3 separate regions of the Mus musculus genome follow, and all the other regions are linked to region 2. The links are chromatin contacts, called in public Hi-C and promoter capture Hi-C maps. All regions are on one chromosome and are shown on one strand. Each heading gives the region's core, a stretch centred on a gene start, on an enhancer-like site or on the middle of the called end of the contact. The rest is flanking DNA. Distances are from core to core; before and after follow the strand shown.

Region 1 (2,700 bases), core at 33-2,532, 3.1 Mb after region 2:
TTCTTCCCCAGTCACTTTTGGTCATGGTATTTCACCACTGTAGTATTAGCTCTAACTAAGACAGTGAGTAAAGCCTTTCCCTCAAGAGGCAAGTGACTAACTGCTTGGTTGAGAGCATTTACCCAAGGCTGGTCTGTCGATCATTATGCAGCTCTGTTTCCTAGTGCTTTTTTTTTTTTTTGTCTTGGCCTCCAAAGTGCTGGTATTACAGGTGTGTGTTACCATGGTTGGCTCACAGGCTGACTTTTACTTAATGGAAATCTTCAAACTAGAAAGACTGGAATATCATTCTTTATAGCCGAGAAAGCTTGAGACATACAAGAAAGCGGCTTGCCTTGTACTACCTGAGAAATTGGCGATCGTGATGAAATCTGAATTCAGTTCTCTGGACGACTTTTATCTAAAGCTTTTAACTACCCGGCCCCATTTTTATCAAATCTTTCCCGATATTCCCCAACTGATAATGTAAACGGAAGACAGGAACGTTCCTACATGCAGTTATCTCGCATCGCTAACCGCGCCCACCTTATCATTATTATTGTTACTTATTATTATTACCATCGTCATCATACTATTAAGCATAGTGAGCACTCCTTCAAACGAACTAAGAATGACTACTGAGGAGTCTAAGAAGAGAGGAAAGCGACTGGTAAGCCAACCACCACCTCTCTTCGAAGCAGTTGCAGCAGGCTGCTTGCTGTACACAGAACTTGGCTTTGGCGCAGCATCAAAGTCCTTCTCAGGTGGAACCCTCCCTGGGCGGCTGCCCTGCCAACCCCCTTCCTTTCCCTGTAAGTTCATGCCACGGCGTCGGATGCACTCAGAGCAGCAGCAGGCTGCATCAGTTCCTCCCCGGCGGAGCCACCTTGGCATGCATTGGTCCTCACACCTGATCGGTCTCCCCGCATCGTCCGCTCTCGCCAACCAGCTCAAGCGTCACTGTCCCAGCCCGGCCTCTTAAGCGTCTCCATGAACCTCCAAAATCGAACCCTCGCGGGTCAGGACGATCAACGGACAGCATGGGCGTGTGGGAACGATCTGTCGCCGGGACAGCGGGGACGGCGGCAGCAAGCTCGTGCACGGACTGCGGCCGACCTCGGACTCCTCCCCGCCGCCGTAGGGAGGGTACCCCAAAGGTGGACGACCGCTACTCAGGGTATACCAGTAGACCAGCGACAGTGCCTGAAGGAACCCGCCCACGCCCAGGCTCGGCTACCCGGCCCCGGTGCCCTCATCTTACCTAACTCTAGAGCTGCGGCGGAGGCCTCGCTTTACGGCAACTGTCGCAAAGAAGCGGTCAAGCGCGCAGCGGCGTACGCTGGCTGTTGCTTTGTTCTCCGAGCGCTCCTATTAGTGTGGCCTATTTGGCCATCAGAAATCTGCAATCAGCCGTCCCTCCGGCAGTGCCCTGAGGCTGCCTGGAGTTTAGAGAAAAAACAGAACTGTCCCCCGTAGTGTACGGCTCATCAGACAGAGCGCAGAAAGTGCAAACCTAGGGTGGATAACGATTCTTTTTCTCCCTCCCTCCCTCCCTCCCTCCCTCCTCCCCCTTCTCCTCTCTCTACATTCTGCTATTGGGGACAGAATGGGGAAGAGCACTATGTAGTGATGCAAGTACTCATGAAGTTGAGGTGCCTACTTGACATCCAGGTCTAGAAGATGCGATCTTCCAGTTTGGGGCTTGAAAGAAATATAGATGCTTCTGGGCCTGGCACCTAGCATCTTTGCTTTTAGCAGAGCCATTTAAAGAGTTATTGGCAAGGAGCAGATGTGGATTTTGATAGGAATTTTTGAAAATTAAAAAGCACTAAAGAAATTATTGTAATTTTACGTTCTTTCTACGAAAATTACTAACGGCGTATAGAAAAAAATGAAATAATTTACCTACGCACCCCGTTCTATATCATTTAGCTCAGACTGGCCTTAAATTCTACTCAGCCAATATGGTGTTCAACTGATCCTACACATCTTCCACATCTCAAGTGCTGAGATAACAAGTGTGCATCGCCATGCTTGTCTTAAAACAGAATTTTTCAAAAAGTTGTGATGGAATGTGGCTGTATCAAAAATTTCTATTGTCTGACATGCCTACAATTCAAGTATTTGGGGGGCCAAGGCAAGAGGATCTAGAGTGAGCTCTTGTCTTTAAACACATGCAAACGCACATGCACGCACGCACACACACATGCACACATGCACACAATATAATTGATGCCTATTGGAGTACTAAGAGGTGATATTTTAAAAGATATTAGGAATGCTTATTATGCTCAACTATGTCTGGAAATTATAAGGAGGAAAAAAAAAAACTTCCCGGGTTTTAGAAGTGAATAGATTTCAAGTGCATAGTAAATATTATCCTGCATAAACCTTGCAGGAGGCAGAGGACTAGCCAGCTTTCTAGCCAGTTTTCTGATTTGAGCTAAGTTTAAGTTTAGATCTCACTGTTTTCCCTATATAAGCACAGTCATAATGTGCCATCTACATTATCAAGTTTCTGTTTCTATAAAGTGGACTGGGATTTAGAGGAAGGGATTTAGCACCCTTCAAAGAAAATTGACAATCCTTTTGGTTATCCTAGATTTAACTTGTCAGCAATTTTTTTTGAAACTTACTTCTAAATTTTCCTCTACTTGCAAGTAACCTTATTCTTTTTAATATAAACTTACAAAGTAAAAGCCCTGCTTACACCGGAAGTTG
Region 2 (2,700 bases), core at 100-2,599:
TGTTGATAGTTTAAGATTCCCGGTTTGCTTACCGGTTGGAGTGCTGGAGTATACAGTGGTCCTCACAGGGTTTTCCTTTAACATCTAGAGGAATAAATGAGTCGCAGGTTGTTGAACTGGCATTTACCACGTGATTACCTCCTTTGGTTCATGAAGATTGTTCATTGCGAAGCTGAGCACAGTGGGCAAAGTAAATAAAGGCTATGAAGTATTTTAAGTGGCCTAATTTACATAGAATCCTTTACTCAGTGTTAAGGCAGGTAACATTCTTAGCTCCTCCATCTTGTCACTTTAAAATGAGTACACCTAGAGAAACACTATTATAAGCGCCACATTGCTGACATTATGGTGGTGTTTTGTGAGGCTGTCTTGATGGTATGCAAAAATCACACGTTTTTTTTTAAATTCAGTCCTAAAGAGAATTTAGGATGCTTATCCTAAATATTATATGTGGGTCTACCGGTTTCCCTGAATTTAAAAAGGCTAAAATAGAGGCTAGAGGAGGATCCCCAAAGGTGGTATCGGTATTTTCTTGGCAGAACGAACACCAGAGAAGCCTATTTCAAACGTCCAGTGGACAATATGCACAGTTTCTTCTTAACACTAGATACTGCTTCCTTAACATTTCTTAATTTTTCTCTCCATGCCTAAGGTTTCTTCCCGGTTCGGCGTAGGATTGATCCCTCCAAGCACACCAACCCTTAGTAGTGTGGGGAAAGCCCAGATAGACCAACGCGGAGTTCCTTAGTTTAGTTCACGTCCTTTCCTGCAAACAACCCACACATGGCGCTGCGGTTCCCACGAAGGAAAGCGCCTATTTTAGCTCTTCATCAGCGCAAATCTGTATTCCTGGGACTAGGATGCTCAGGGAAGAGCACGGGTGGCTTGCATCGCGTGGCAGAAGTGCCTGCACCCGTGCGGTAAAGCGGAGCTCACCACCATCCCGCACTTACCCGCTTTATACCAGCGAGTGAAGTATCGATCCACAAGGGAGGGTGGCGGGGCTTCGGTAGCTATGACTACCTCTGGTGGCGCCAGCTTGGCTTCGGGGCAGCGGAGCTCTTCCATCCCTCTAGTCCAGGAGCGTAGTTCCGGCGCGTGGGAGCCGGTTGGTGTCGTGCGCACGCGCGCGACTCCCCGGCTGGCGGCCAAACTCCCTCCCCGACCCCAGTCACCTGTGATCCTGGGCCAAAGCCCAACTGTGGGGCAAAAACAACCGGGTGTCAAAGAGCTGAGGGACAGCAGACAGCAAGGTCCTGCCTCTGCCGGGTGAGGGCTCCCCGATCCCCTGGACCCTCTGAGCACCCTCGAGCTCCTGAGGAGGCGCGTCTGGCCACACCCACCCGGTGACGTCACTCAGCGCGCCTCGCGGGTGACGCCACGTCCGCGCCGCCTTTCTGGTGCTACCTGGCGTGTTTCGCCCTTCAGTGGATCGTGTTTCTCGTCTCCCGTGTGCATCGGCGGTTCCTTTCCAAACCCAGTGCGCCGTGAGGGCTCGGAGCCGCCTCGAGGGCGTCGTAGGTGAGCATTCGCCCGTCCCAGTCCGAGCCGCTGTGTGCGGCCTGGTCTTGCTGTCCAGGGCTGTTCTGGTGCAGGGGAGATGCACGCGCTTCTGCCTGCGCGCGCCGGCGGGCCGGGCGTGGACCTCTTCTTTCTTCGAGTTTCGGATGCTTTCTGTACACGTTTTCCCCGGGGCCGTCTTGGGGCGCTGCGAGGGATGAGGGTCCGGTACCCCAATTGCGGGTTTCCTTGTAGCGTGTAGATAAAACCTCTACCAGCTTGTCGTGGAAGGTGATAGGTAAATAGAGGCCTCTGTGCTGTGCTGCGGGTCCCTTCTCGCTCGCATTTGGGACTTTTCTATGAAGTAGTGTATCTCGTGCTTCCCTACCTGGTGTACCTAAGCCGGGATTTCTGTGATGGCTGTGATTTTATAGTCTTTTGTCTTTAGGGCCTAACATTTGGCAAGGTTTTGTTGTAAGTCACATAACGGATCTTAGGTATTGTGTAAAGGATTCGTTTGCGTATTGAGAACCATGATATATAACCAGCAAATATCTCGATGTGTAAGTGAAAGAAAAAGAGACAAAGACAAATTTTAGTTTGTGGAAACAGAGATGACAATAAGTCCCAAGCCAGGATGAGCTATTATTTGATAAGAGATCAGCAGGTTCTCTGTTTTTCAGGTTGCATTTCATATGCTTGTAAGGGTCAGCTTATGATAATATCAGGATTGATTTTAATGTGAGTTTAATGTTTAGTTTGGTCTTGTTCATTTACAAGGTATATAGGTTTATCTAATCTTCCCTTTAGTGAGCTACCAAGCCTGAAGGTAGGGGAGAAAGTGGATCAATGGTCAGAATTTTGGGACATGATCAAAGTTGTATGAAAGCACCTCTTAGAACATGTGTGGGTGGAGTCAAGGGAGGTGCAGTTGGAGGTGCCAAAGGAAGGCTGTTAGCAGATTATGATCCTAGAAACATTTGGAAGATGTTTCCTAACTTTGAAAGCATTGAGAAAACTACAGGACTGTGTAACTCCAAAAAGTTAAATGAGTGAGCAGTGTCAGAATGACAATTTAGAGAAGTCGGTTTTCATGCTAAAAGAATTGGGGCATTAGAGAGATTAATGAGTTTGCCTTTTTACCAAGTGACCATGGAGGCCAGAAGAAGGCATGGGGTTCCCTGGAATTGGAGTTATAGA
Region 3 (2,700 bases), core at 33-2,532, 3.4 Mb after region 2:
GACAGTTTGATGCAGTATTCCTGATTGCTTTTTATCGTATTTGTAAATACACTCACTAATCCACTAAATTAGATAATTTACAAACAGGTCCTCTCAGTTATTAGTGGCCAGCAGTCAAGTTCTATTACATCTGATCCTTACACAGTTGTCCAAACATTTCCACCCAGGTTAAAGGCTCTGATCGGAAAGAGAAGGCGGCTAGCGAAATTTGGATGGGGGCAGGGTGGCAGCTGAGAGAAATCTCTGCATCTCAGCCCTCAGCGACAACATCCAGCCAGTGCCCACAGAAAAACTAAATTCGGCACCTCTTCCTCCTGTTACACTGGCAACAAAGAGGGAGTTTCCGTAACGCTCCCGTCACCCACCAGGTGCCCAATCTCCTTCCCAGCCCAGTCCCCCCGCTCCCGCAGGGGCCTCGGTGCGCCGAGAGGCCGCGGTGCTCAGGGTCAAGGCACAGAGGGGGGATGGGATGGGGAACGAGCGGGTGGGATCTGTGAAATGGGCCCTGGAAGGGCACCGGGACCCAGTGAAGCACCTGATCCCGGCCAAGGGGGCCCGCAGACCAGGGGAAATGGGCAGCTTATTAAATGGATCCGAAACTAGAATAAGGTGGAAGAGAGGTGAAGAGCCCAAGCTGGGGTACACCTTCTGGGGACACGGAAAACAGTCTGTGGGTGGCGGGGGGGCTCGGCGGAGGTGGAGAGCAGGCTGGCGGGCCCCAAGGAGAGGGAAGCGTATGCCTCCCCGGGGCAGAGCGGGCGCCCGGGGCGCCTCTACCTGCAGACGGGCGGGACGGGCTGCTCAGGTGCGAAAGCGGGGGAGGGAGCGCAGCGGGCATTGGGGGACCAGGCACGAAGCGCCGAGGTCGGCGGGGACCGGAGGGGCGCAGGGCACGGCAGGGGAGCGAAGGGCACGGCTCGGCAGGCGCTCACAGCGCGGGGTGGCATCCGGGCGGGCGGCCGGGAGGCGGGAGCCCCTCACCTGCGCGGCGGAGGCGGAGCTGCAGCAGCCCATGGCGGGGCCGGAGGAGCCCGGAGGCGGCGCCGGGCGCGCAGCTACGCCCCGGAGCCCCTCGGCATGCGAGCCGGCGGGCGCCCGGGGAGGGCGCGGCCTGGCCCCGCACGACTCGGCAGCGACGGCGGCGACGGCGACAGCGGCAAGAACTCAGGAGGCTGCGCGGTCCGGGGCAGGCGCCGGCCACATCCCCCGGCGGCGGCAGCGGCGGCGGCGGCGGCTGCGCGGCTCCGGCTCCGCTCCTGCTGCTGCAGCTGCTCCCCAGCGGAAAGGGGCGGGCGGCGGCGGCAGCCCCTCCCCCTGGCCCCCGCCTCCCACCACCCGCTCCCAGTCCCGCTCCCGCTCCCTCTCCCGGGCTGCAGCCGCCTCCTCCTCGGCGCCGCGCGCGTCTCCCATCAGACTCCCCGCCCCCAGTGCAGCGCCGCGCGGCGCGGACGGCGGGGACGACGGCAGCCCAGAACGAGGCCGGGCCCTTGGGCGCGCGCAGGAGTCTGCGCGGCGCCGGGCCCATTTCGCGGTGGCACCGAGGCCGAGCTCTGCCTCGGGGCGGCGAGAGGGCGTCTGAGGCCGAGGCGCCCGTGGACCCGGCGGGCTCGCAGAGGGAAGGCGGCCGACTTGCTTCTGTACGCGCGAGGCACGGGGAGGTCACCGGGGGTCGCTCCTTCTCCCGGGTGGGAGCGCCTCTGAGGTCACTGACCCGGAGCTTTTTTTAGGGCTCTGGCGGCTGTTTATGTTACCCAGAAGAGAGAGTATTTGCAAAACCTCCCATGGAGAAGGAATGGGTGATGGAAGTGGAAAAATATCATCTGTTGCTCCTGGCCCCATTTTGCTGATGTGGACACTAAGCCTTGAAGGAGGCCGACGACAGTGAGAGCACCCAACTGGAAATTGTAGTAAAAGAGCCAGAAATGGGAGGGGAAGGTAGTACTCCAGGCCCTCAAGTCAAAGCCATGTTGGTTCTTCACTAAACTTTCTTACACATGGTAGCGCGGGCACACACATAAACACACGCACCAATTCATCTTTAAAATATTTACCGAGGCACTCACTATATTACAGTCTAGAAATTTATGGCACTAAGATTAAACAGGCGATAAAAGGCAAAGTTGCTACTCTCTTATTAAAAAAAACGAAACCTGTATTAATATGCGTTGGGGGTAGCAACAAGTTAGACATGCACAACCTTTAAGAAATTTCCAATGTTAGGGAAGTCATTACAGATACAGTGAAGCGAGAGCAGTTTAAAAATGGCGAGAGTAAACAAGGTCATGATTAACTATCACCGAAACGCGCATGTATCTAACACTCATATAAACATTCCGGTCTTGTTTCATATTGTCAAGGTGTTGCAAAGACTGGGATCAAAAGGTTTGCAAAGATACCAGAGTGAGACCCCAGAAATGCTGACTTGTCCATAAAAGGCAGATTTCAAGGTGACTCAAACTCAAAGGGGAAGTTGACTAGAGGAGCAAGGAAAGGAGAAATCTAAACAAGAGGGTGGGGAATGGGTGTGGGTGGGAGGGGTATGGAATGGAGACAAACTCACACACAGAAAATTCCCTAGTTGGTGTTTTGCATTACCATTTCCTGGATGGCTTGTTCCTCCAAACCTCATGATCCTCTGTGAAGTCCTGATAGCAGGGATGGCTGCAAAGTGTAAGATTAAATAATGTGGGTAGGCAGTGG

Evidence for each region. Promoter capture Hi-C pulls out the DNA fragments that hold promoters and counts their contacts. Hi-C and Micro-C count contacts between places; a contact is called where the count stands out from the background.
Region 1: a promoter capture Hi-C map of frontonasal cranial neural crest shows a contact between it and region 2. The contact joins the promoter of Fktn here to the promoter of Elp1 in region 2. A contact is called at or near these places in 5 of 39 promoter capture datasets (the HPC-7 cell line, cranial neural crest, frontonasal cranial neural crest and 2 more) and 1 of 484 Hi-C or Micro-C datasets (CD4 T cells).
Region 3: a Hi-C map of CD8 T cells shows a contact between it and region 2, with 3 times the contacts expected there. The contact joins the promoter of Slc44a1 here to the promoter of Elp1 in region 2. A contact is called at or near these places in 2 of 484 Hi-C or Micro-C datasets (CD4 T cells and CD8 T cells).

The regions. Positions count from the first base shown.
Region 1 is chr4:53,712,736-53,715,435 of GRCm38.p6, reverse strand. Fktn (fukutin) reads right to left here and starts at 1,282. Exons shown (of 10, transcript NM_139309.5): 1 at 1,241-1,282.
Region 2 is chr4:56,800,980-56,803,679 of GRCm38.p6, reverse strand. It overlaps Elp1 (elongator complex protein 1), which reads left to right and starts at 1,349. Exons shown (of 37, transcript NM_026079.3): 1 at 1,349-1,521. Abitram (actin binding transcription modulator) reads right to left here and starts at 1,351. Exons shown (of 6, transcript NM_001081420.1): 1 at 954-1,351; 2 at 33-84. The coding sequence starts at 1,068.
Region 3 is chr4:53,438,998-53,441,697 of GRCm38.p6, reverse strand. Slc44a1 (solute carrier family 44, member 1) reads right to left here and starts at 1,282. Exons shown (of 16, transcript NM_001374697.1): 1 at 982-1,282. The coding sequence starts at 1,014.